Linked DNA regions of Mus musculus: regions 1, 2, 3 and 5 are each linked to region 4. Evidence: chromatin contacts called from public Hi-C and targeted proximity ligation data. All regions are on one chromosome and are shown on one strand. The core of a region is the stretch at or near the end of the contact, and the rest is flanking DNA. Distances in the headings are between cores, read along the strand shown. Region 1 overlaps Prune2 (prune homolog 2). Region 2 has its middle 110 kb from the start of Gcnt1. Region 3 overlaps Pcsk5 (proprotein convertase subtilisin/kexin type 5). Region 4 holds the start of Rfk (riboflavin kinase). Region 5 has its middle 93 kb from the start of Gcnt1.

What was found. A called contact is a pair of places that touch in the nucleus more often than the background predicts.
Region 1: a contact with region 4 is called in a targeted proximity ligation map of pancreatic cancer cells. A contact is called at or near these places in 9 of 39 promoter capture datasets (the C10 cell line, the HPC-7 cell line, cranial neural crest and 6 more), 21 of 484 Hi-C or Micro-C datasets (the BV-2 cell line, the CH12 cell line, the F1.1 cell line and 16 more), 40 of 130 datasets of targeted methods (CD8 T cells, the NIH/3T3 cell line, SST interneurons and 23 more) and 3 of 9 other capture datasets (adipose tissue, liver and pancreatic islet).
Region 2: a contact with region 4 is called in a targeted proximity ligation map of bone marrow-derived macrophages, with 2.5 times the contacts expected there. A contact is called at or near these places in 1 of 39 promoter capture datasets (hippocampal neurons), 2 of 484 Hi-C or Micro-C datasets (centroblasts and cortical neurons), 2 of 130 datasets of targeted methods (bone marrow-derived macrophages and pancreatic cancer cells) and 2 of 9 other capture datasets (adipose tissue and liver).
Region 3: a Hi-C map of muscle stem cells shows a contact between it and region 4, with 1.7 times the contacts expected there. A contact is called at or near these places in 1 of 39 promoter capture datasets (liver), 7 of 484 Hi-C or Micro-C datasets (the HL-1 cell line, embryonic stem cells, liver and 2 more), 1 of 130 datasets of targeted methods (embryonic stem cells) and 1 of 9 other capture datasets (adipose tissue).
Region 5: a contact with region 4 is called in a targeted proximity ligation map of CD8 T cells, with 9 read pairs. A contact is called at or near these places in 1 of 39 promoter capture datasets (fetal liver), 7 of 484 Hi-C or Micro-C datasets (CD8 T cells, Th1 cells, Th2 cells and 3 more), 6 of 130 datasets of targeted methods (CD8 T cells, Th17 cells, embryonic stem cells and 2 more) and 2 of 9 other capture datasets (adipose tissue and liver).

The regions. Positions count from the first base shown.
Region 1 is chr19:17,137,568-17,142,557 of GRCm38.p6, reverse strand. All of the region lies in intron 9 of Prune2 (prune homolog 2), which reads right to left. Among named protein-coding and RNA genes, the nearest start is that of Prune2, 180 kb to the right of the region's middle.
Region 2 is chr19:17,245,925-17,251,506 of GRCm38.p6, reverse strand. No RefSeq gene overlaps it. Among named protein-coding and RNA genes, the nearest start is that of Gcnt1, 110 kb to the left of the region's middle.
Region 3 is chr19:17,553,935-17,559,626 of GRCm38.p6, reverse strand. All of the region lies in intron 20 of Pcsk5 (proprotein convertase subtilisin/kexin type 5), which reads left to right. It overlaps Gm41813 (a long non-coding RNA gene), which reads right to left. Exons shown (of 3, transcript XR_877744.2): 3 at 4,737-4,784. Among named protein-coding and RNA genes, the nearest start is that of Gm41812, 18 kb to the left of the region's middle.
Region 4 is chr19:17,390,553-17,395,702 of GRCm38.p6, reverse strand. Rfk (riboflavin kinase) reads right to left here and starts at 1,660. Exons shown (of 4, transcript NM_019437.3): 1 at 1,311-1,660; 2 at 354-505. The coding sequence starts at 1,392.
Region 5 is chr19:17,261,306-17,266,505 of GRCm38.p6, reverse strand. No RefSeq gene overlaps it. Among named protein-coding and RNA genes, the nearest start is that of Gcnt1, 93 kb to the left of the region's middle.

The DNA.
Region 1 (4,990 bases), core at 703-3,202, 250 kb after region 4:
GAAGTTCCAGCAAACTAACATGGGGCAAAATCTCCTCTGACAAACCCTTTTGCGAAGAACATTCTGGAAGGAGCCCATTAGCTCAAGTCTCTCAGATGTCCTCTACTACTGCCTGATGGATCTAGAGAGACACATACACAATGTTAGGCCGCCAGGATGGAGAAGAATCTTTACTTACACATGCCCCACTGTATAGTTTAATCATGTTCTACAAACTTAATTTACACGCCTTGATTAATTCCCTACTTTCCCAAGGGATACATCCACAAGCACACAGGACTGTTAACCTCATAAAGAGAATGGATTCATTTAGTCACTTCATTTTCATAGGTTTGTCTTCATGGTGTAAGGGTAGAAAGCTGTTTACAGAGAAACTGCTCATGCTTTTAAATGATGGTCACAGACTCACAGCACTAAATGGGACTTCGTGAGCCTGTCTTATACAGACCTCTCACTTTCTAGTTACCAGGTCCCCGGTGGTAGATAATAGTACTGAGGGTGCGGCTAAAAATATGGCTTAGAAAAGAATGTACTGCTCATACAGAGGACCCAGGTCTAGTTCCCAGCACGTCTTCAATGAGAAATAAAGGTAACAGCCAAAGTTCAGTGCACACTCACCAAGCTACTGAGAAGTAAGCTCATGCCAAAGTCAAACTGGAAAATATACAAACACTTATAACTCCAGTGTCAGAGGATCCGATGCCCTCTTCTGACCTCCACAGGCCCCTGCACACACATGGTACACTTATATACACTCAGGCACACACACACACACACACACACACACACACACAATTTATTTACTGTATTTAAAGTTAGGGATGGGAAATAAAATTAATAGCCAACCATCAGTTCACACTCACCAAGATAAGACAGAATCAAGCTTGAGCTAAAGTCAAACACTCAAATACACAAGGCATCATGAAAGGCTCATCACAGGGGATCTAGTCTCCGACTGCACAGTAATGCAGGAGGCTTGACTACCTCTGACTTAGACTAACACACAAAGAAAGCATCCTCATGGCCTGGAGAGGCATGGGGCTTGTCCTGACTTTTATCCGTCATCACTACCAGTTTTTCCTTACTTCAGTAACATCAACTGTCCATTCATCTGTCTTTCCTACCTCTCCTGTTCCCCACACTCCTGGGATCATATTATGGTACCTTTACTCCTGCTTTACTTTAGATAGGTTAGCGACTTCTAGAACTTCTCATTTCATCAACCTTTCTGAGATATTTCTGGGATGGGGGGGATGGGAAAATGCGATTGCTAACTGGTGACATTATGTCCCCTTGCTTCCTGAGTCTCTTGCTCATGGGTAATAGTGGCTTGAGAACTGGGACTCCCAAGCTGGATTTGGGTAACACGAAACTTTGCTTTTCAGAACAGGGTGGAAAGGATGTGTTTGGCTACTACATTTTAAACTAGAAGTGATTTGGGGAAAAAAATAAAATCTTATTTCATCGTATAGGATGAAAATATACCTGAATCATATGAACCAGCCTCCCATGAACCCTGACAGATGTGGCTTCTCCCTAATGCTCACTGATTGCCTCGCAGACTGTTCCAGGAAAACTTCAACAAACATTTGAATGTTGACAGCATACAGAAGTGTTAACTAGTCTGGGAGAGGGGAATTACAAAACTAACGGATCAGAAACATATCTGCTCTCTATGAATCTAAACATCAAGGAGACCAAAGAGAAAAGAGACAAATCCACACAGAACAGCACAGGAAGGGCTGGACACATTGGTGGTGATTTTGGAAACAGACAGACAGGAGTAACACCTAGAGGAGGTAGCAGGAGGGCAAAGCCCCAGCTGAGCTCTCCAGATGACAGCTGGCGGTTGATACTACTGGGAAGCAATAAAGAGCAATAAAACAGCCTTCGTATCCTCCTGTATCTCCCCCGGCCTCTATGCCAACCGTCAAGACTCACTCTGTTGTTACAACCTATGAGTCACTCTCTAGAACTTGCCATGGGCAGTGTTTGGTCTGATCCTGTGTTCCAGCTGGTAAGTCTAAGATGAGTCACACAATCATTGCCCAGGAGGGAATAACCAAAGGACAATCTCCCCTTGTTCTTCATACTCTTCCCTAGTACTACACCACAGTCTATATAGGAGTCTGCAGCAACCATATAGAGACCAAGGTACACTCTGGGTCCATGGCAGGCTGAAGACAGATCTGGATTTTCCTTTTCGGCTGGTGCCACTGCCTGAGTTGGAGTGATCTTGCTCTGAAGAGGAGCGGCACTTTCTTTAAGCAACTCACCAGAGCAGCAAACTCCGCACTGATCTGCTGCTGCCCCTATCTTAACTGCATATCCTTAAGCTCTCCATTCTTTGTAGTTGCAGTAAAACCACCTGGCCTGCGGGAAACCCATAAAGGTTGAGATAAGATGGCTCGCTGTCTCAGAAAAGCCTGCATCACTATCCCGCTATCCACCACACCCTGAACTCGAGAACTAACCCTCACTTCTCATTTTATGAATTCCTTCTTTATTATCCCCTGAACACAGGTTTATGAGAGAGAGAGAGAGAGAGAGAGAGAGAGAGAGAGAGAGAGAGAGAGAGAGAGACTGTTCAGTCCCTTTCAGGGTCATATTGTCAGCTCAGAAACTGACTGTGAACCTAACCAGTTAGCATTTTCCCCTGGTAAATAAAGTTGCCTTTGCCTTACATCTGACTTTGGTGGTCCTTTTCTCATTATCTGCATGCTTTATGACGCCAACATCCAACCTCAAGCTTGACAAGTCCCTGAGCAACAACCCATGGGTCCTTGCTGTCTTCCATTTCCAAGTCCTCCAACTGTCTTCCTGTCTGTGGCTCTGAAACTTTCTCCCTCCTTCTGATCCCAGGCTCAGGTCCAGTCCCATAATGTACAGTCAGATTTCCACCTGCTGCCATATTGAGTCCACTGTTACCACACCATCGAGGCAGCCCTAACTCAAAAACACTGGCTTTCCACAGTCGACATAATACATTTAATTCAAAGGGTTTTGTTGTTGTTGTTGTTGTTGTTGTTGAAATCTCAGGACTCAGCCATTTAGTCAATCTTTCCTAACTCTCCTAATTGTTCTACTGTCTACGTACAATCAAATTCTCTTAGTCTTCCATGTGTTGCTGAAGGCTCACTTGACTATACTTAGATTAGGGAATTCTTTTCACCAGAAACATTTTCCCTCCCAACCTGCCAACGCTACCCTATCCCTACCTCTAACCTATCCTTACCTCTACCCTATCCCTAACTCTACCCCCTCCCCATCTCTACCCTCTCCCTAACTCTATCCTATCCCCATCTCTACCCTATCCCTACCTCTACCCTATCCCTACCTCTAACCTATCCTTACCTCTACCCTATCCCTAACTCTACCCCCTCCCCATCTCTACCCTCTCCCTAACTCTATCCTATCCCCATCTCTACCCTATCCCTACCTCTACCCTATCCCTAGCTCTAACCTATCCTTACCTCTACCCTCTCCCTAACTCTATCCTATCCCCATCTCTACCCTATCCCTACCTCTACCCTATCCCTAGCTCTAACCTATCCTTACCTCTACCCTATCTCTAATTCTACCGTATCCCTAACTCTACCCTCTCCTCATCTCTACCCTATTCCTAACTCAACCCTATTCCTACCTCTACCCTATCCCTAGCTCCACCTCATCCCTTGTCCTCATTCTTGTCCTCTACCAGGAAGGAACTGGAGCAGCCCAATCTCTTACCTGAAAGCACCCAGAGTCCCTCTGTTGTCCCTCTTACTGAACTGCCTTCATTCTGTCCTTGCCAAGCCAGTTGTTTCACTTTCTCCTCCCAACGAGGGTGAGGAAAGAGAGTGAATCCTAATTAGCTTTGGATCACATGCAGCCCTTAGGGAAAGCATTCTGTTCATAATAAATATACCTGCGCTGAGAGTCTGGTTTCGTTCTCTAGATGTAAGCGCAAAGGTTGTAAACTAACTCGGAAGTGCCACCTTCCTCCTGAACTTAGTAGGTGTTTTGCTTTTCCCAGCACAGAGAAATTTAAATATATGGGGCTACATTTTGCTAAAAGCCCAAAGCCACTGAAGGTTGAAAAACTAAATGGAATGAAAAAAGAAATTCACCTAGATGCACCAACGAGAAAGTTAGCCCAACATCTGGTTAAAGGGAAGCCCGCGGGGCTTCAGGCTTTGTTTAGGTTCTAGAAGCCACCTTTGCATTACAAAGCGGCCCCCTGAGATGTCCCCAGAGTTGCTAGCTCCAGAAAATCAACAGACTCGCCTTCTTTTATTTGCCTTTGAGTAGAGGGCAAGGAGGTTCAAGCCATTGTAATGCACTTTCTACTATCCTATGAGAGTTTAATTTGTCAATAAGAGCAGTGGGCATTTTTTGTTGTTTTGTTTTAGAGGTGTGTAGATATTAAATTTCTCAACAATTGACATCCCACAGTCTATTTTCTTTACTATTTAAATTTAATTATCCTACATTTTTATGTTCTGGGCATATTACCAATTATAATGCCAGGAAAACTTTCATCACATGAAGACTTTGAGATGGCTTATTCTGAAGCAGCTCCCATCTTCCTCTGTGGGAGGCTGGGGGGGGGGGGGGCTTTGAGGAGGGGGAAAGGGTAGAGATGGGGATGGTGCTAGAGCCCTGGAGCTCTGGGGTGACTAGGCAGGGATGAGTGGTGGTGGTGGGGACTGGGGCTGGGGTGGGGCGGGGTGGGGCTGGGGTGGGGCTGGGTGGGGCTGGGTGGGGCTGGGGCTGGGGCTGAGGCTGGGGCTGGATGGGTGGGGTTGGGGTGAAGCTGGGGCTAGGGGCACTTTTCCTGGTTGGATATGGGTCTAAAAACTACTCACAAAATCAGTTACTGATACTAATCTGTAGAGAGTCGGGCAATTGGTGAAAGGATGCCCCTCTCCCTTAAAACATGGCCAGTGCTCTCTTTGCAGGGCAGTATCTGCCACCCATCACCTCTGCCGGGTAGAAATCGAGTGTTATC
Region 2 (5,582 bases), core at 2,712-5,211, 150 kb after region 4:
TCCCAGGAAAAGACAGAGCTACGTAACTATAACACACACGCAGAGGGCCTAAGTAAGTTCTAGGTAGGCTCTGTTTCTGAAGAGAAACTGGGGAGGAGTGGATGGGGGCAGGGGTGGGGCAGAGGGAAGGTATGGGGGAGAAAATGGGGGAAGAGGAGGGAGGGGAAACTGGTTGAGAAAAGGAAGGAAGGAAGGAAAGAAGGAAGGAAGGGAGGGAGGGAAGGAGGGAGGGAAGGAGGGATGGAGGATAGAAGGAAGGAGACAAGAAATATATTTATATATATTTTAAAGTAATATTTCTCTTTTATACTTTTTTCTTTTAAAAACGGAGCATGCTATTACTCCTTTTCTAACAACAACAACAAAAGGAACAATTTTTTTGAGCACACTGGAAGAAAGCCAATGGCCTGGGCAGTTAGTAGAGTAACACCTGCAACTTAGAGCCATGGGCCATGAGCAGGAAGGGGCGGGATGCCTTCCTATGCTCTGCAGGAAGGGGCGGGATGCCTTCCTATGCTCTGCTGAAGTTGCTATGTTTGCAGCTTCTGGATACACAGTTCGTGCCTGGAAGGAGGAGAGTCCAGACGAGCTGGTGTCACAGCAGAGGTCGCAGGACAGCAGGTTGCATTCACGGTGGCTCCCACTAAACTTCTAGAACATCTAACTTCTTTAAATCATGAAATGGCTCAAATAAATGCAGAATAGAGTGAAGGCCATTTGAGATCAGAAATGAAGCAAGGCAGGAGAATGTATTCAGAAAGAAAATACTTCTTAAAAGTACACACACACACACACACACACACACACACACACACACACACACATATATATATACTTCTTAGGGAGGAAGCAGGTTGGAGGAAGAGGAAAACTGGAGTTACTTAGTAGTAAGGGTGGAGGCTCCAATGTCATAAAGGTTCAGGGGTTGTTTCCACAGCATGAGTTTTCTTATATGTACTCTATGTGTTGTGTGTAGTTCTACATAGAACTTCACTTATACATGTCTCTAACACCTTAAATCTCTATGAAAAGTTGAGCCCTTTAGGATTATGATGGGTATTGGGTCATACACTCTGGAGTGCCTCTGTACCAGTGAATGCTGCAGGGGTTTCCAGTTTTCCTCCTTGCCCTCTCGTTTTCCTCACATGCCGATGTTGCAACCATTTTGTAACTTCTTCCCTGGCTCTCTGTCGGGGCTGCTCTCCTTCCTCATCACTACCCTGATTCCACAGTGTTGAAGATGCCCCTGTGAATGGAACACTTAAGAGTGTTTCGGAGAGATGTCATGTTGATGTGCTGCGGCAGTGACTTAGAAAGGCTGAGGACACAGACCCTGACCATATGAAGAGGCCATGCTTAACACAGGCGTCACAAAACAGCAGTGTTCAGTGTCCCAGGGAATGCAAATGACAGACGAGATTCTATCCCTTCTGGGTTATTTTCCTATATTAGTCATCTACTGCAAACGATGCCCAGAAGGAAGTCATATTTCATTCCCTCCACTTCTTCCTGGTTCACGCATTAGGAAGCATGACTGGTGAACATGCTTGCTGTGGCTGAAATAAAAGCCAGTGTGTCGTTTTGTTCAGTGTTTCTGTTGCTCTGGTAGGAACACAATGCACGTGTGTGAATGCAGCAACTCAGTCAATGAGATCACATAATGACGTGGAAACTCAATACTTCCGCTTGCAAATTAACCGTTCATATTATTTGCATTTGAAGTTGATGTGCAGCTGGCAAGATGACTTAGTGGGTAAAGGTGTCTGCAGCCAAGCCCGATAATCTGAGTTTAATTCCAGGGACTAGTACGGTAGAAGGAGAGAACGTGTTCACACAGGTTGTCCTGTGACCTTCACAGGCACACTGTGGTACAGGCACACTATGGTACGTGCATGCGAGATCATGAACATGCACACACATAGATAGATAGATAGATAGATAGATAGATAGATAGATAGATAGATAGATAGATAGATAGATAGACAGACAGATAAATAACATTTAAAACAAATGTGGTGGTACATTAACATCTGTAATCTCATGTCTTGGGAAACTGAGGCAGGGCAACCTCAGGTAAATAGCAAGACTTCAGTCTTATGATAAATGAATGAGTGAGATAATGGGAGAGGTAAATAAATATTTAACACCAATGATGCTTGATAATAGGACAGATGATAAATTCATGTGAGTCATTTAAATGTTTTCTAATTAGAATGGCACTGAATATTAATTATGAGAAACATGTTATCTTGTAATACTGAGTGGTACTTTCCCTGTGTTTTCAACAAAGTCCTATTTTTCTTTTTAATTTTGCACTACAGTACACAAATTATTTAGCTTGTCCCATCCCTGGATGGGCTGGAGACCATATTTTAAGAATTGAGAGGTCACATGCACATTTTGAAGCCAAGGGTTGCTTGTGACTGTAGATTGCATTGTCTGCTGGTTCTATTTCTGATCTCAGGCCTTCCTCAAAGGCATACACAAACACACACACACACACACACACACACACACACACACACACACACACACACACACACACCAGAGAATTATTTCTCTGCCTTATCAGTAATAACAACATCTGTCTAACTTTTACAGAATACTTTGGTCCTGAACTTTAGTCTCCTTATCTATATGCTATGAATTAGAATCTTTCCAACCAGGCTTTCAAAAGACAACCCCCTTTCCTAGACACTTCTTTCCTTCCAAAGACCTAGGGATACCAGCTAGCTCCCCTGCTCAAGCTGGAATGTGCCCCGCCTCCAAAGAGCCTATAACTGACATCCTCTATCAAATAACCAACATTAACATTGCAGATGTTCAGCATTGAATGGAAACAAATTCCCAGCATTCAGCATGCAAAGAAAAGTAGATTAAAAGTCACTTTGAAATGCCAGCATGGAGACAGTGTATGTTTCTTTCACAACCACTGTCTTTCAAGGAGCAGCCACTGGGGTGCTTGGTGCTAGCTCAGGTTGTATTCCTACCAGTGTCTTGATCCTGGATCCTCCAGTGTCCCTCCTGCTTCTCTTGTAATGGTTACAACCTTCACCATTCTATGATCCAGGAGGAAAGACATATGCATGCCAGAATCCCCAGGCAAAGCTCCCTGCAGTTCTGCTTGGCTAATCTTTCACCAGTCTCAACTGAGTGGTGCTCAAGGTTGATTAGCGGAAAAGGTTATTTAAACTGATCACCTTAACAAAGGGGAAGCCAGTCTATTGGTACATTTCATTTTGTATTTTATTTTTTGATGATGGAAATTTAACACATGGGCTTAACCATGCTAGGCAGGTGTTTTATCACTGAGCTACAATCCCCAGCTCCCTTTAATTTTAGATATAAAGAAAGAAGTCCTTTCTCTTATTCCTTTGGGAAATATGAGAGGGGTCTTTTCAACATGGCTATCTAGTGACAGAGTTGGGCCTGACCCTTGATCATGTACACTACTATCTTAGGACGCCATTTAAGAAGCTGGTACATCTATGATTGATCTCCTTCTAGACACTAAGTTTCCAAAGGCTAAAAACAGTGTTCTGTCAGTGTTAGAACACTTAGCTTAGTAGTGTCAAAGAGCAAAAATCCAAATTGTAATTTAAAGATTTTAATTGGCTTTCTTCTTTTATCACACATATGTGCATGCGTGTATGTGTATGTATTTGCATGAGTATGGGTGAAGGTGCACATGTCTGTGTGTCTGTGTGTTTAGAAGCCAGAGGACAATCACAAGAATCGTCCTCAGGGTTGTTGTCCTTGAGATCATTGTCTCATTGGCCCAGAAGTCCCCAGTTTGGCCAGACTGCTAGCCATCCCTGGGATTATAAGAATGCACCACCACACTGGCTTTTTACGTGGGTTCTGGGACTTAAACTTCAGTCCTCGTGGTTGTGCGCCAGGCACTTTACCCACGGAGCTCTCTCCTCTACTCTGGCTTCGCTTCTGATTACAGAACTGTCTGGTGCTCTGTTTCACTTCCCCAGATGAATGAATGAGACAGGCAGAAGATGTTTTTTTTTTGCAGAAATATAAAGCGCTGGAAAAGGCAAAGACAGTGGAATGCAGATTGGTTGTGTCACAATTACTTTCTTTTAAGACAAGTAGAAGAGAAAACTACAGAGAAGTAACTGGCTGGTTACCATCAGAAATCTTGTCCTAGTTAGGGTTACAATAGTTGTGATAAAATACCTTGACCAAAAGCATCGTTGAGTGGACAGGGTTTATTTCACTTCCACATCCACATCGCAGTACCTCATCGAAGAAAAGTCAGGGCAGGGGACTGCAGGAGAGACCATGGAGGAGTGTTGCTTTCTGGCTTGCTCCCCAAGACTTGCTCAGACTGCTTTCTAATTTTTTCCACCTGCCCAGGAGTAGCAGAGTGAGCAGGGCCCTTCTACAATGTTAATCAAGAAAAATGCCCCTTAGGTTTCTGAAGTCAGGAACACTCTGGTAAGAAAATAAGATCGGAGATCGATCACTTTCTATGCCTTTATATTTGGCAGTTTACAACTTTTCCTACTATGGCAACCTTTTTGCCATAATTTTTTGGAGGTAACACAATATTTTGAAGTCTTATAAATTTGATTTTATACCAGGAGATGGGATCGACAACAGTCCACTTGCTGTTCTACAGGCCATTCTTATAGAGGCATTTTCTCAACTGAGGTTCCTTGCCCTCAGATGGCTCTAGTTCCTGTCAAGTCAACAAAAACAAAACAAAATAAACAAAATAAGCAAACAAAACCTAAAACCAAACCAAAACAAAACAAAATCCCAAAAACCAAAACTAGCCAGCATAGAACTTCAGGCTGTGCCTTTTGCATACAAAAGGATTCAATAGAGGGAACTTCATTATCATGTTAATTGAATATGGCCTGTTTAGGATATCTGCCATTGCTTCATTTCAGTTTGGTGAAGGAACTTGACATGAGTGACTCCATTTTGATTTTCAGTCTGGTCCTACTGAGTCCTGTGTAGGAGCTTAGTCCAGGACAGTATCTCACAACTCTGCTGGCATCCATGAAGATATACAAGAGACACTTGGCCTACTCCCTTTGTCTATCAGACCTCTGAAACGATGGATCCCAAGAAACTGGAAAGTCTGCAGCAATTTCATGCCTGGGAAGGGAAAGACTGAAGCCAAAGGAGAAGCTCGTCTCTCGGGAAGGGATTTCACAACTCTCCAGGAAGGAGAGACTAGAGCTGAGGCCATGAAGATGGCTTGCCCGAACCTTGGCCAGGATTGTTTACATATGCACAATTGTTGCCTTCCATTTAAATCTAATGCTCACTTCAGGATCTGGGGACTATGTGGGGAGGGAGAGAGTCTTTGGACTTCTTTGTTCCTTTACCCAGTATGAATTAGGACTGGGGAGCAGGCAGGCTTTGAGGATTCAAAGGCCCACGCCATTCCCAGTTAACTCTTACTGCCTTGTGCTCAGGGATCAAGATGTGAGCTCTCAGCTTCTGCCCCAGTGTTATGGCTGTCTGCTGCCTTGCTTCTCCCCATGATGCTCATGTACTCTGACCCTCTGTAACTGTCAGGCTCCAATGAACACTTTCTTCTATAAGTTGCTTTCATT
Region 3 (5,692 bases), core at 2,972-5,471, 160 kb before region 4:
AATACTGTTTAAGCTCATGCTTGACACTAGTGGGACAGCGGTTTTCAATGGTGCTGATCAGTCGACTCGTCAACTCCTGTCATTTTTAGAAAATAAAACTGGAAATTGAATGTGGGTGGCATGATTGTACCCTCCTGGCTCTGTATTTTCTCACTCCTCTGTCCTTCTATAACTAGGTTCCTGTTCTTACACACCTGTCCACCGAATGTCACTCACTGAGCTGGGGTTGCTTTGTCTGTCTGATTCAAAATGTGTCCACACTTCGTAGAGTCTAGAATACTGGACTGTAGAGAAACTACTTTGAACCTGTGGTTGAAAACGATGAAATGTGATAAATCTTTTTGTAGTTCCTTGGAGGATAGCTGATATCCCACTCCTTCGTTTTTCCTCTCAAATCTCCTTGGTGACCTCATTGACTGGGAGCATGGCCAGGCATCTCCAGGTTCTAAGCTTTGGGAAGCTACACTTCCAAGTTGCTGTGGCTTCACTGCTAAGAAGAGAGTGAGTGATGGTCTTGGAAAGGAGCTGGGGTGTGGATGCTAAAGCCCCCATTCATACAAACAAGCAGTAAACAGCCTACCCTGGAAATACCCCTAGTCCCCAAAGTTCACTTCTAGCTGCAGGTAGACAATGAGTAACTGGTCTACTGAACCCTTTAATAGCATTTTAATGTTACTGAGTCAGGAGATTCATAAGTAACTAAGAAACTGGCAGGTCATACTGGGCAACAGTGTTCTTCTTTAGAACACTGTAGGCTCTTCTCACTGGAAGAGCAGAGGGAAACCTGGCCGTCGTGTATTCTCCTTATGTTTAAATGCACAGGCTTATGTTTAAATGAACAGATGTAAAACACAAGCCAGACAGATGGCAAAGACTAGACTTGCCCGCAAAGAAATTGAGTTGATTAGGCAAGTCTATACAATTAGAGGCAAAGGTCACAGTGATGCAAAAGACAAAACTGATGTCCTTATCCTTAGACAATTAACCACCAAATTCCCTGGGGTTCATTGCCATGCAGTTCATTTCCCACTAACCATGCAGGTGCACATCACGGAAATACCGGTTTAACTACTAGTGTGTTACTGCCTCATTTATCTACATTAACTAGAACAGAATGCTTACAAAGTTTACGTTAATGTTATATATTATGTATAAATAAATATATTCATAATGAGTATATGTAATGGATAGCACAACGTTTGGAGACGTGACAAATGCTCTTACCCTTTGGAGACAAAAGTCCTATTTTCTGTTTTCTTTTGTCTTTTGATCTTTAATTCACTAATTAATAGTGACCTGTTGTTAAATCCAAATCCACTTTGCTGAAAAATACTGTACATGTGTAAAATGTTCAGTTGTTTTTTTGTAAAATATAGAACAGTTGTAATTGATACTGGCCAAAATCAATGTTATTCCATATTTTATTTTTTCTATTAAATTAACCTAAGTTCCTGTTTATTTGATCTCTTCATACCCATGTGTAAACTTCTCTGAAAGGCTTAGTGGATGAGAGACTTCTCTGCTTCCATATAGAAGCAGAACATGAAGGATTAGTGGATGTGAGTAAAACATCTAAGTATGGATAGAAAAAAATGGAAAGATGGGTAGAAACAGGGAGGAGGAAACGACACACAGAACAGGTGACATTTGGACAGCAATGTATGTTAAATCTCATTTCTAGGAATATTATAACAAAAATACCTCTTAAAACTTGGCATAGTTTTTGTCCGGCTGTAGCTACCTGGTTGCTGGTGTGGCAGGTAGCTGAGTCATTTCTGCAGAAAAAGAATGAGAGGAGGGGAAGAGAATGTCTGTGTATGGGGTAGGCAAGGAGGTAGTGAATGTAAAAACTGAAAAGAAAGGAGGTTCAGTCTGTTGACATATTGTATAAATCTGCCAGTGGCTAACAATAAACACCTAAAGGATGAGTTTGTCCAACAGAAATCTCTGAGGCATAGCACTGAATGGGAAATGAGCTAAACTGAGCAATGGGTATGTATTCTTGTGGACCCTGCTTACGATGGTATTTCATTACTTGCTACTAGGCAGAGAAATGAGAGAGAAATCAGCCAAAGCAGCCAGGTGAGTTCCAGCCAGATTAAACCATCAGAGAATACAGAAGATTTAAGAGAAAACTTCTGCTATCATACAGTACTGATATAAAGACAAAGGGAATTAATTTTAGTGACCAGAGTGCAGCACACACCATAAGAATGTAACACATATATCCTAATGTACGTATAACCTCTACTGAGTCTAAGAAGGACTCCAGAGCAAGGATATGTGTGTTATACTGTTTACCCATCAGGAAGTTGGAGCATCTAACTCCAAACCAACTGAGGCAGCAAACTGATAATCACAATAATGAGGTTCAGAAACTGACAGAGGGCCATGAGTTACAAGTCTTGTAGGTGTTCATTTAGTTAAGTTTAGGCTGAACTGGTCAGGGGTGAGTTCCTGGAGCAGATAGAAATACAATTGGTCTATGACTGTCTAGGGGTCTTGGTCAGGTTCAGGGATCCTGATAGGATTTGTTTTCTCTGCCAGTTAAAGAATCAAAAGGCAGGGAAAGTGTTGAGCAGGATAGGTAACAGCTTGATAAATTTCAACCACAGTAAACAGGAGGATATAGAATCAGTAATTTAGGAGTGGCTTTTATTGAGGGTGAGGAAACACGCATATAGCAAGCACAGAGAAAAAGGACCACCTGCAAAGCAGAGAGCAGATGTGAAAAGCTGAAGACATCAGCTTTGCCCTGGGGGCTGGAACTGTTAAAGTCCTTGGCGGGTCTTCTCTAATTTAGGGCTGATCAATTTGAAGAAAGGCAAGATGGCAGACTGACCAACTTGTTTTCATCTAACCTTGAACTGTTGAGCCAATTCATCACAGGGGCCCTACCTAAAAAAAAGAAAAAGCCCCTAAGACCTTTGTTTTAGCTGCAAGACTCTTGTTTGAGGTTCAGAGGATGGCGAAGAAGCCAGTCATTGTGGAAGTTAACTATCTGTGCTACCTATCATGGTCCCTCTCCCTATCTGTTTGCCTATGAAGGAGTCTGTCTAAGTCCTAGACCCTCTTCCCATGTAAGTTTGCCACACATTCGAGGTTCAGGTCAGGGAGGTACTTTCATGGTTTTAATCTAATTAGTTCATTGCTACAAAGGGCAGTAGTTCAACTTACAATGGTGTAGTCAAGAAATGACTACAACTTTACATTTGGTGCTAGGCCTTCATCTCTTCCTAGTCAAATTTGCAAAGTTCTCAAGTGGCACCCCAGGAGAAGCCCTTGCCTCAGCAGTGGCCTTCTCAGGCTTATCAAGAAGTTGCAAGCCATGAACTTGGTAATGAAGGGAGCTGATTGGCTCTGTGACTACTAAATTGAAATTTCTTTATTGGCTGATCAACACTGTCAGCATACTTGAGTATGGAAATACACAACCCCTGCGCACCCTTCCCACCCATATACCCTAGTAGAATGACTCCTGAGATGCTGACATGGAAAGACATGTTTTTCACTGTGTTTGCATCATCATCCAGCCTCACACAGAATTCCAGCAGAAAGCACTGTGCGAGCCAAAAGGTGTCTTAGTTAGAATTGTACTGCTGTGAACAGACACCATGACCAAGGCAACTCTTGGACAACATTTAATTGGAGCTGGTTTACGGGTTCAGAGACTCAGTCCATTATCATCAAGGCAGGAGCATGGCAGCATCCAGGCAGGCATGGTTCCGGAGAAGCTGTGAGTTCTAAGTCTTCATCTGGAGGCAGCTGGAAGAAGATTGGCTTCCAAGCAGCTAGAAGGAGGGTCTTAAAGCACCCCCTACAAACAGACAATGATGTCCTTTGTCCAACAAGGTCACACCTATTCTAACAAGGCCACACGCTGTGCCAAGCACATTCAGTCCACCACACAAGGCAATCTTAAACTGTCCTGGCAAGTTGGATCCTATCTCCTTCCATTCTCTAATACAAAATGGCAGGGGGAAACCAAGGCCAGCTGTAGCTTGACCTTGCCTACCCTAAGCTGGGCTCTCAGCTCTAAACTCAGAATATGTACATGACACAGAAAGTACAACCCTGCTTCTCTTCTCTGGTTAACATCCATTTCCAGATGCTCTTGTTGCCAGACCGTAAAGTCCAAAGTTCTCCACAGAGCACTTTAGAGCCTTTGACATATTCAGCTGGGCACAGCCAAGATGAACTGAATTTCACTGTGGCTCATTGGAGCTCCTTGGCACCAAGCAGCAGACTCTAATCCACATAACCGTGTCTTCTCGTCATCACTAGCGGTGATGATCCAGCCAGATTCAGTTCTTTGGCAGCAAAGAGGCAGTTACGTAGCAGGCCAGAGCGTGAGTGGTGGCACAGGATCCTGTCCTCTACCGCCAGGAGGCTCTTCAGAGGGTGATTTGGCTGGGTTTCCCTTGGGTTGGTTGGTTTCATTTCTGAGACAGACTTTCACACTATGGCTTAAACTGGCCTTAAACTCAACATTCTTCCAGCCGTTGCTTCCCATGTGCTGGGTTAGTAGGCATGAACCCCACGCCTGGCCTTAGTTAGGTTATTATTGAGGGATTTGCTTAACAGGCTTTCTTCCAGGTGGCCATTGTTTGGACATAGCTATTGTTTTGTTTTCTGAGCAACAGAAGATATTTCTAGAAAATTCCAGACATACTTTCTGAGGTCCATATTGTAAGATCCTTGAACTTTTGTCAATATTCTTATATACCTTTGTAGCGTATAGCTTTTGCTCCAGGAACAGGCTGTGCTACCAGCCCCCCTCAGATCTGTGGATGTAAAACACAGACACATACATTGCTCAATTTCAACCTACATTCTTGGCTCAATTGCTGGGCACTACTAATTTTCCGCAGCTAATGTACCCTTCCTAATACCTTAGCTCAGCACTCTAAATCTACTCTCAACTTTAATTACTCAGTTACCTTTAGTCCCAGTTCAACACCCTAACCTCCCACCTGGAAAAGTGGCCTATGGCCACTTGCCCAAGATCTTATATGGTTGGTTACCTTTTGTCCCTCTAAAGCATGGTGAAATTTTTCCTTCCTCCTCTTCATCTCCTCCCCTCCTTTCCAGGGACCCTGAAGTCCTGTCTCTTTCCTTCCACCCCACAATTGGCCCCTGGCATCTTTAGGGGTAGATCAAGAACCAATTGGGGAACAGAACCTTAGCATCGGACCCACCCCCTACATACTTTAAGTATGTAATGTTTTAAGATTAACATGGTTTTATTTAATTGGGCACAGACATGAAATTTCTGACACAAGAATTACTGCTAGTAGAAGGTGTGGCCAGGACTCAAGCCACCACTTCACACGTGTCCCTCATACTGCTTTCTTTTTTAAGAGTGCCAAAGCACATTAACTTCAAACGACACACATTGTAATGTGAGCAGAAATCCTTTCCCAAAAAAGGATGCAAAGTTCACTGACCCTTTGAACTTGCCTTTTTGGTTTTTTTGTTTGTTTGTTTGTTTGTTTGTTTTTGTTTTTTACTTATAAACCCAAATAAATACAAACTTGCTTTGCCATACACTAGCCTCTGGGGTTCCTACCTTCTCCAGACTGACCTTCTAATGGGCTAATACATACAAAAGACTTAGCTATAATGTGACAGTATTTAAAGGGGCATAAAACATGTTGAGAGTTCAGAGAAACAAGCTCACTTTGCCAAAGAA
Region 4 (5,150 bases), core at 411-2,910:
ATTACAAAACCTAATCCAACTATATGCTCCTTATGAGGAGACTCTTTATTCACAGAAACAGAATAAAAACATGGAGAAAACTATCCCATTGAAATAAAAGTAAATAAATGCTGGGGGCGGGGCAGGGATGAAGTGGAAGGAAGGAATGTCAGTTAGCATACAGCCCAGGCTACTTTTCTTCCTGTTATTTGTTTGTCTGTTTGAATTACGATCTCTCTAGTAGTCCTGGCTGTCCTGGAACTATATATACCAGTCTGGCCTTGAATATCAGAGATCCACCTGCCTCTATAACTGTGAAACCCTTAAGCTGAGGGGTTCTGTGTGCATTTAAAAGAGCAAGATGTGACTCTTACCATGGACTTTTTCACATTCTTATAGTACGGGTTCCATCCAATGCTCACCACCATTTTATGGACATCGCCGCTCCCAACGCTGGCCCAACCATAATAAATGCCAGTAGACACATCAGCTGGAAGATTGTCCACCACTTGTTCAGGAAAATTGGCTAAATAGAAGTAAACAGATATTCATTGCTACAAGATTCACATTAAACATTGATTAAAAACATATTAAAACGTTAACTTGAATCATTACACTCCCAGGATCTTTCTGTTTTCCAACCTTCCACATTCCGACTTGAATTTCTTCTCTTCAGACAGCACAGGTTACAAGTGAGGCACAAAGCAAGTGTATAAATCTCTTCCCTCCACCCCAAAAAGCCACACGAAAATGCCCAAGTGGAAACAAAGACACGAAATAAACACAGAGGTTTATCGTAAATTACCCATGTAGTCCTCCACTTGGGAGGCTACGAGAGATCCCCTGAGAGATCCCCAGAGCTCAGGGAGTAGGAGGAAGCCTTTGGAAACAGAGCGAGACCCTATCTGTTTGAATTAAAACAAGCAAAAGTCCCTGCTTTTTCCTAGTAACGCCCCTAAGTAGGCTGAGTCACTTTAAAAGATTCTTATTTTCAAAAAACACAACCCCAAATCCCCAATTCAAAGATTGACTTAATAGGTCAAGGCACAGCCCAAGGCATCAATTTTAAGAATGGACAATCAAGTCTTGATTACTAAAACTTACGTAGTCAGACCAAATAAACGTCGGCTCTCATAGAACTACCCGTGTTGTCATTGATCACTACACAGTAGCATCATTAGAATGGAACTTTCAACAGCTTGAGAGTTCGGCCAATCCAACCTGCGGTGCCTTCCCGGACGGGGCTGCGCAGCTCGTCGCTAGCGGCAGGAGCGCGGCTGCCGGGTCCCCTGCCCACGGCCTAGAGCTCCACGGCCCCGCGACGCGCTCACCTGTGGGGATGCCCAGTTGCTTGGAGCCGCGGCCGAAGCCACGCACCACCTGGCCGCGGCAGAAGAACGGCAGGCTCCTCATGACGCTGACCTCGGAGGACGCGGGCTGCTCCTCGCTCCGTGCCTGCGACGGAGCCGCCGTGAGTGCGGCGCCGGGGCCCGGACCAGCCGGGGGATCCCGCGGGAGCTGGGCCGGCGGAGCGAGACACCTGCCGCGACCAGTGCCTGCCCGCAGGATAGCACCCAGCCGTCAGATCCCAGCGGCCGCTCGGCCGGAACTACGACAACCGCGGCGAATGCACAGGTCTGCGGCCCAGGCGACCGGCCTGCTCGGCTTCCGTTGCTCTCCCGCCGTAGCCCCGCCCCCGCCGTTGCGGACCCGCCCAGAAGCCGCGCCCCGCTCGCCGACATCGTAGTGCGGACCGTCCTCACCTCCTGCGGCTGAGGCCCCGCCCTCGCCTCTGTGGCCCCGCCCTCACCCATAGCCCAGCCTCTAATTGTCGCCTTTTCAGCTTCTGAGTTTGGGCTTTGCTGAAATAAGCGTTGCTCACAAGATAACTTAAGTTGTTCTTTTCCTCCACAATTTTGAATAAAATTCTGCCCAATCTTTGCAATCACTTTCTTTTCCCTTACTCGTATGTAACTCTGAGAATGTTCAGCTGATCTTAAAAAATGTTTTCTCTATGTTGGGAACATTCTTGATAACGTTTCATTTCCTTGACTCTAGTATACTAACACAAAACAGGTATTTGTAACTGACTGTGAACAATCAGTTGAGAGAACTCACTGCCTTCAGACCAGCATAAAACAAATATGTGTTGAAAGAACAAAGCACACTACCAAGGTGCTAGGGAATTAACGGGAAGGAAACTGTAACCCCGGGCCCCATAGGACACTCGCCCAGTAAACACTCTAACAGAAGTCTTTAGAAAAGTTTAAATGACTGTGGCTGCAAGCTCACGCTAGCCCTAGATAAACTAGAATTTGAATGCAGACCCTGCTTCCTTGAGCAGCCAATATATGAGAACTACTTAAATGGGAGGATCTGTGCGAGGGGATACTGGGAGAAGGGAGCGCTGCTATTGGGACGTAAGGTGAATAAATACTTTTTTTTAAACAGAAAAAGAAAACTACTTAACAGGTTGCCTGGCAATATTAAAAGTGTGAGCCAGGCATGGTGGTGCATACTTATAATGCCAGGAGTCAGATGCAGAGACCACGGGCTACAGAGACCTAAGAAACTAAGAATGTAATCACTTACCTGCTTAGGGGGGGGCGGTTTCTTTTTTCTTTGTTTGTTGAAGGTGGTGGTAATTGGATACCGGCTCTATTCCAGACTGGCCTGGAGCTCACAACTCTGTCTCAGCCCTTCTGTGTACTGAGATTATAGGCATGCACTAACACAACTGGGTAAGAATGTTTTTAGTGCTGTCTTCCAGGTGTCTTTCATTCCAAATAGTTGATATGTTAGAATGGTAGTTTTCAGTTTCTTCATCACCAGTGACAAAGCACACAGGGAGGTGAGAACCAGATACATCATGCTGGGTTTTATACCACCAAGTCCACGCTCTAAGGGAGTGAGAGAACTGAGATAAAATGAGGAATAAAGATAGATGGTTTTGTATTTCTTTTGGTTTGGTTTTTCAAGACAGGGGTTCCCCGTACAGCGCTGGCTGTCCTGGAACTCACCCTATTGACCAGACCGGTCTTGAACTCAGAGATCTGCTTGCTTCTGCCTTCTAAATTAAATCTGGATTAGAGGTGAAGGTGTGCCCCACACCTGACCTAAAATAGATGATTTTTGAGAAATAAAATAGGAAGGGTGTGGATTCAAGACTAGCATGACCTACAAAGTAGGTTCCAGATCAGCCAACTCTGTCTCAAAAGAAAAAAAGAAAAAGAAAAAAAAAAAAGAAAAGAAAAAGGGAAAGAAGGAAGGAAAATAGATGCTAAGTACGTGTCATACTCTCTCATTTAATTTTGAAGCTTGGTTTTAGCTGTGTAGCCCTGGCTGATCTGAACTTGCTGTTTAGGAGAAAATGGCCTTGAACTCACAGAGATTCGCTTGCCTCAATCTCCCAAGTGCTAAGATTAATGTCAGGCCCCACCATGCCCAGCAAATTCCTTTTTCATGAAGCTATTCGTATGCATTCCTATAGATGCATACTTTGTACATTCAGGTAGCTATGGACAAGAAAATTCTGTTTCTTTTCCACTGCATCTTGGTAGCCTCCGAGGGCTCTCTTTTACTTAAAAATGAAGTTGCCTTTCCGGGCTCTATCTCTGCTTCATCTAGTCATCAAGTCAGAATCTGTCAAAGCCACTTCAAAAATGGGGGCCAGGAGTGCTTGCAGATACTCAGATGTGTGTTTCATCCATGTGATTTATTGTTTTTCACACTCATTAATAGTGCTCCGATGTATTTGGTTCAGAAGATACGTTACTGGACCTTCTTAATTAATATTACTTTTGCAAATCTAGAGTTGAGAGAGAGAGAAAGAGCATGGAGTTGTCAAGTTTAGTGCTTTTAAACGTAAAAATCTCCAAAGTATTTCTATTGCTCTTTCTGAATTGCACTTGCAGTGCTTGGCCTCTGCCTGCAGGGAAGGAGACCCTGCCCAGCCATTGACTGGCTAGCAATTTTATTTACCAATCAGAACCAACTTGGGGCAAGGACCCTCAGCATCTTACATATGAATTCTCATGCAATTCTCGGGAACCCAAATAACATAACACAAGTGTTAGACTAAATCCACATCAGTGTGCAGCACCAAGCCTCTGAGGAAAAGGGTTTTATGTCTCTAGGATGGAAAATCATGGGGGTACAGTCAAATGACATGCAGAGCCTGCTGGTAAAGCCAGTTCATGCAGATTCCTTTGGGCCCTTGTTTGGCTGGCATCTTCAGGGATTAACTTCTTGCTGGAGTAAGGAGGAGGCTACCTTTGTCATTGTAAACCTATGCCCTGCTTCTATAAAGGCAGAGAGAGCTTGCTCATAGTTCGAGTGATGTTTGTTTGTTTGTTTGTTTATTCATTTGTTTGTTTTTTCAAGACAGGGTTTCTCTGTATAGCCCTGGCTGTCCTGGAACTCACTCTGTAGACCAGGCTGGCCTCAAACTCAGAAATTCGCCTGCCTCTGCCTCCCAAGTGCTGGGATCAAAGGCGTGCGCCACCACACCCGGCAGTGATTTTTAAAAAGGATTTATTTTATTTTTGATTGTGTATATGTGTATGCCTGTGTATGTGTACGTGTGTGCACGTGAATGTCAATTCCTGTGGATGCCAGAACCATCGAGTGTTCTGAAGCTGGAGTTACAGGCAGTCATGAGCTGATTAAGGTTCCAGCAACAGAACTTGGGTCCTTTTCAAAAGCAATACATGCTCTTGCTCAAGTACTGGGTGGTCTCTAGCCCAGCTCAAATAAATTTTATGTTAAAGAAATATGGTTATCTATTCTGATTTTCTTCAACAGATAGTATTAGTACAGCTGAATTAGGTTCATATCACAGTAAATATTATATATATATATATATATATATATATATATATATATATATATATAGAGAGAGAGAGAGAGAGAGAGAGAGAGAGTCAGCATTGTACTGGGTTTGAATAAGAATTGTCCCCATAGACCCATATATTTGAATACTTATTCACCAGGGAGTGATAGGACTCTCTGATAGGACTAAGTATTAGGAGGAGTGGCCTTGTTGGGGGAAGAGTATCACTAGGAAGTTTCAAAAGCTCATGCCAGGCCCAGTCTCTCTGCCTCTCTACATTGTAGGATGTAGCTCTTAGCTACTGCTCCAGTGCCATGCATGTCACCATCTCCTGCCACAC
Region 5 (5,200 bases), core at 11-2,510, 130 kb after region 4:
TGCATGTCCTGTGAGGTACAGAGTCTACATGCACAAGAGCTGTGCCCACAAGGCCCGAGTTCACACAGACAGAGTACGTAGAATTTTTCTGATCTATGAATGCAATTCTTTTCCTGGAGAAAGTATTGGCATATTACATTCAGATTATTCTCATATGCCTAAAATGCTACAAGAAGGCCCTAGAGAACTTCACAGCAAAAGAAAAGTCAGTGTTTTTCAATATATTAACAACTACTGACAGCAAGCCTGAGCTCATTTCATCCATTGCAGATATATGCATCCAGTATACACTGTCCAGTGCACCCCGAGACAGCACTATACGAGTGGACTTGACCCAGAGCCATTCCCCATCCACCCAAGGCTGGGAAGACTGCATTTTACTTAGTTTGTTTTTTTCCCTAAAGCCTGAAAAAAAATTATCACTAGGAGTCCAAATGTGAGGATATGGAACACTTGATCTATCAGTTCTACCCAGTTTATACTGAAAGTGCTTCTTCATTTCAGCAATGTTACATATTTGACTGAAAATCTCCAATATGCTAACAGAACTTTGAGTAATTCGTTGATTGACTTGCTAATTCACTGCTCAAGGTACTATGAGGAAGTCATACAGATTCCTTTTCTGTGTGTCTTCTTCTTCTTCTTCTTCTTCTTCTTCTTCTTCTTCTTCTTCTTCTTCTTCTTCTTCTTCTTCTTCTTCTTCTTCTCCTCCTCCTCCTCCTCCTCCTCCTCCTCCTCCTTCTTCTCCTTCTTCTTCTTCTTCTCCTTCTTCTCCTTCTCCTTTCCTTTTTTTTTTTTTTTTTTTAGTACAGGATGAACGTTTAATAGATTTGATAACTTGACAGGAAGAAAGATAAATAATCATAGTATGTTTCGTGGAAAACTTCGTGTGTCTAACAATTAGGAAAAAATAAGCTTACTGAGAAAAACAAAACTTAGCTGCTAAAAAATTTCTTGACCTTTCTGAGTCTCATGTTGTATTAGGGGCATTTGAGTAAAGCAACTAACTACGTGTGGGTTGGATTTGTAATATATTTACACATCTTATATACATATTCATGTGTGTATGCATTTATTAGATTGACCTGCAGAGTGCAGAGATTACAAAGTCCCACAGTGGAAGTAGAAGATCTAGGAGCTGGAAAGCTAAGAGGTAGCTCAGTCCAGGCTGGCAGAAGTCTCAGTAGGCGGAGTAGTTCCTACTCTAAGGCCTGAGAGCCCTGGACTTGTTTGTAAGTCTCCCAAAGAAGGAAGAAATTGCCTCTTCTCCTGTTCTCTTCTTCCATCAGAACCCTTAGCCAGTTCGATTACTCACCCACATCAGAGCAGATCTACCCACTCAGTGTCCTGACTCAAACAGCAATCTTCCCCGGAAACACCCTTAGAGATGAAACTAGAAGGGCACCTTGTTAGCTCTCTCAGCTCCCCACAAGCCAGTCAAAGTGATACCTAAAGTCAAGCCCCTAAACAGTTCCACTGATTGCATGTGGTTTGGAGGTATCGCCTGCTCTTCTCAGTTCGGCTTTGCTGAGGAGTTCACAGCTAAACTTCCCCCATCACACTGATCACTTGATTATAGACTGTCAGCCACGTGCTCTGCGGCTCTGGGAAACTACCCTTTTTATAGTTACCCCAATTACAGATTTTCTGCTATAAAAATATCTTGTGGGGGAGAGTCTATGCAAATATTCCATTTTTCATTAAAGTGTCTATGTATCTATAGATTTATGTTGGCTGGTGGATTTCTATCGACCCAGATGACTCTCAGACGCTATGGTGCTCATGTGTTTCATATTGACTCTACTTTCTGTGATTTTTTTTTTTTTTTTTTATCTTGCTTTGGAGAACAAGAGTCATCCTCAGCTTCCTTGCCTCAGCTTTGGCATTTGTCTCCAAAGCACACCGGTTCTCTTGTGGAGAGCTGCATCTTCCAGAAGATAAGACTAAGATTGTCTTCACTACTATAAGTTTTTTCTACTATAGACAAAGCTGGGGATATAACTATACTCGTTTGTGTAGCTATGTACATACATACATACATATTCATAGGCATACATGTGCTTTAACTTTTTTTTTTTTTTTTGGTCAATCTATGATGGTTAATCTTCATTGCTAAATTGACTAGACAAAGAATAGACTAGACATAGAATCTCCGAAGAGATTGTCCCACATCTACAGGAGTGTCCGGGAGAAGTTTCTAGAGAACTGCCTGAAGAAGGAAGAACCACACTGAGTATAAGAGGTACCATCCTCACCGGCCCGGAGCCAAAGGGGGGAAAGGAGTGGAACTCTGGGTAGATGTAGCAGTTCCCTGCTTCCTGTTGGCTGTGATGATTCCACCACACTCTCCAACCACGGCGTGGACTGACTCCCTTAAATCTGTGAGCAGAAGCAGGCGGCGAGTGGAGTTTAGGCCAGGCAGGCCATGTCTCAGCAAACAACAAACTGACAAGAATCTAGAAGAGACAACGAGAAAAATGCAGACCTTTCCCAAAGCAGAAGTGGCTCTAAAGGTGGGAGAAAGCAGTTAAAGGAAGAAGGGTTAGGAAAAGGGCGGGGCATCACAAAGGCGTGGTCAATGTGATTGACATGGCTCAGTGAGGTGGGTGATCGGAATGGCTGACTCATAGCCTGCTTAACCATGACTTGCTGCTGATGGATTTCAGAGTTCTCTGCTCGGTTTTACTGCAGCCAGCCAAGCTGGACATGGTCATGTGGACTAGTGTCAGCTGGACTACATAGCTAATCTTTATTCAAGCATTCCCTGTCTTTGGGAACAGTTACTGTAGACAGAGGAATTTAGATGCCTCCAATCAAACATCAGACATGCAATAAAAATTCATAGAACAAAACTTAAACAACAACAAAACATCCATATTCACTCATATAGAAAATTTACAGATTAAAAATAGCATCTTGGAATATGTATTCTTTTAAAAATGTACTAAAATGATAGTAGAAGACTTTCTGTTTCCTGAAAATTCATAAATCCAGAGAGACTGCTTGTGGAGGAAAACTCAGGAAGGCTTGGAGTCTTTGTAAGGGAGGGGAGAGCGTTTACTGACAGAGACTCAATAAACTGAAACCCACATTGGCAGGGCTGGAGAATGAGTCATTTGTCAGCTTGTGCCCTAGAAGCAAGAGCAGGGTGTGTAGGACTCAGTGTCACCAAGTAGCGACAACCAAAGCTCCTGGGCAAACATGTGGAGGCCTTAGTTTAGAAGATCCCTTCTCAAGGTCTTGAAGATGTCCCCACCCCACCCTTTGTACAGAGTGAAAGTTCAACCTCAGAGCCATGCTGTCTAGTGTGGTAAATGCATGCTACCAGTGCCCTCTGAAAGACATCAGATCACAAAGCTTCAGTTAGGAATAAAATATAAAATATCCTGGCCAGCAAGATGATGAGCAGGTAAAAGTGGTTGCCACCAAGCCCGATGGCCTGAGTTTGACTCTTGGGACCCACATGGTAGGGAAAGACAACAATTCCTAAAATTGTCTTCTTACCTCCACAAACACACACACACACAAACACACACAAACACACACGCACACACAGTGTAAGAAAAAAATTAAGATATAAAATATAGAGCATTTGCGCATGGGCTTCTGCTCAGTATGCCCTCAGTCAGTCAGTCAATCCTGAGTACTGCAGCCAACAAACTAACGAATAGAATACAGATTTAAAAAATAATAAAATAATGATTCTATGTTGAAGCATTATTATTTTTGGTTAACTGTATTGAATAAAACATGATTACAAGTAATTGCTATATCTTTTTAGTATTAATTTAGAGATAGAGTCTCCTGTAGCCCAGGCTGACCTTGAAGTACATATGGATAGCAGGATAGCCTTGAACTTCTGATCTTCTGACATCTACCGACATCCACCTTTCAAGTGTTGGGATTATAGGTAGATGCCATACCCAGTTTTGATGGTGCTAGGAATGAATCTCAAGGCTTGGTGAGTGCTGGCCAAATACTTTACTAACTGAGCTGTATCCTCTGCCCTCTTTTTAATTCAAATTTAAAACGATTTCTATGACTCATGTTGTATTTCCACTAGAACATGCTGCTCTAGAGTGTATTGACTAACCGTGACTTGGAGGCAATGGCATGGCTGAAAAGTTTCAATACTGATTGTGGGGTGGTCAAGCAAAAGGTAGAGTTAGATACTGAGACCCAGTGATTGCGGATTCCTGACAGCTAGGTCAAAGGTAGAGATATTTGCCAGAGGAGAAGACAGTCAATCTAAGAAAGCCTTGACATCCCGAGGCAGACGTGTCAGCTCTTGAACCTGTCTCTTTGACACTGGCTTCTGCCCACGAAGCTTTAAGCTCTGCAAACCCCTGCTATTTGCATCAATAGAAGACCCTTTTCAGCTAGTGGACAGGCACACCAAGACATCAGCAGGCTTTCAGATGGTCCGCACAGAGAGCTGGCTCCCTGTTGTCCTATGGGGTCGAGATCCCTGAGCTGCGAGGTCTGTACTGACTCCTAGAATTTCCTGAAGCACCGGGGTTCCATTCCTCACCAGCTTCCTTCCACCCCTTTCCTTCCCACTTTTCCATCTCCCTCTTAGAGTCTCCTGAGATCACCTCTAAAGTAAATTAACTGAACTGGATACCCTGTTTCTGGATCTACCACGGTGGAGCCTGAGCCCAAACATACCAACAAGCAGACCTTTAAAGAAACTCTTTAAAGATTCAGAAGCTAAAACAGTTTAAGGGATACTTTTAAGGTAAATGCTCAATTTCCAGCATTATAATAAATAAATAAATACATGAATGAATGAATGAATGAATGAATGATAAAAAATCTATCTATGGCTTATGCTTCATGCTGCCCTGGTTCATGGAAGTAACATTGGGTCATAGCACAGTACTAACTGTGCAGAGGGGACTTGCAGGTCTTGCCCCTCTCACTGAAGATCACCAAGATATGGGACTACACTTGTCTCAAGATCAGTACTCGCCATATTCTGAGCACAAAATAGGTGCCTCTCAGAGCCCCGCCTCCAGTGCTAGATTCCATAGGTAAAAGCCAGTCCTGTGCTGGCTAAATGTGACAGGAACTCCTTTGTGAAAGGACAACTCAGCCTCAACTTCGCTTTGAGATATTTCTACTCCTCAGTCTATCTCATATTCCAGGATCTGCAAGCCAAGCCCCAAAGGCAGCCATCTCATGATCAGAACTGAAACTG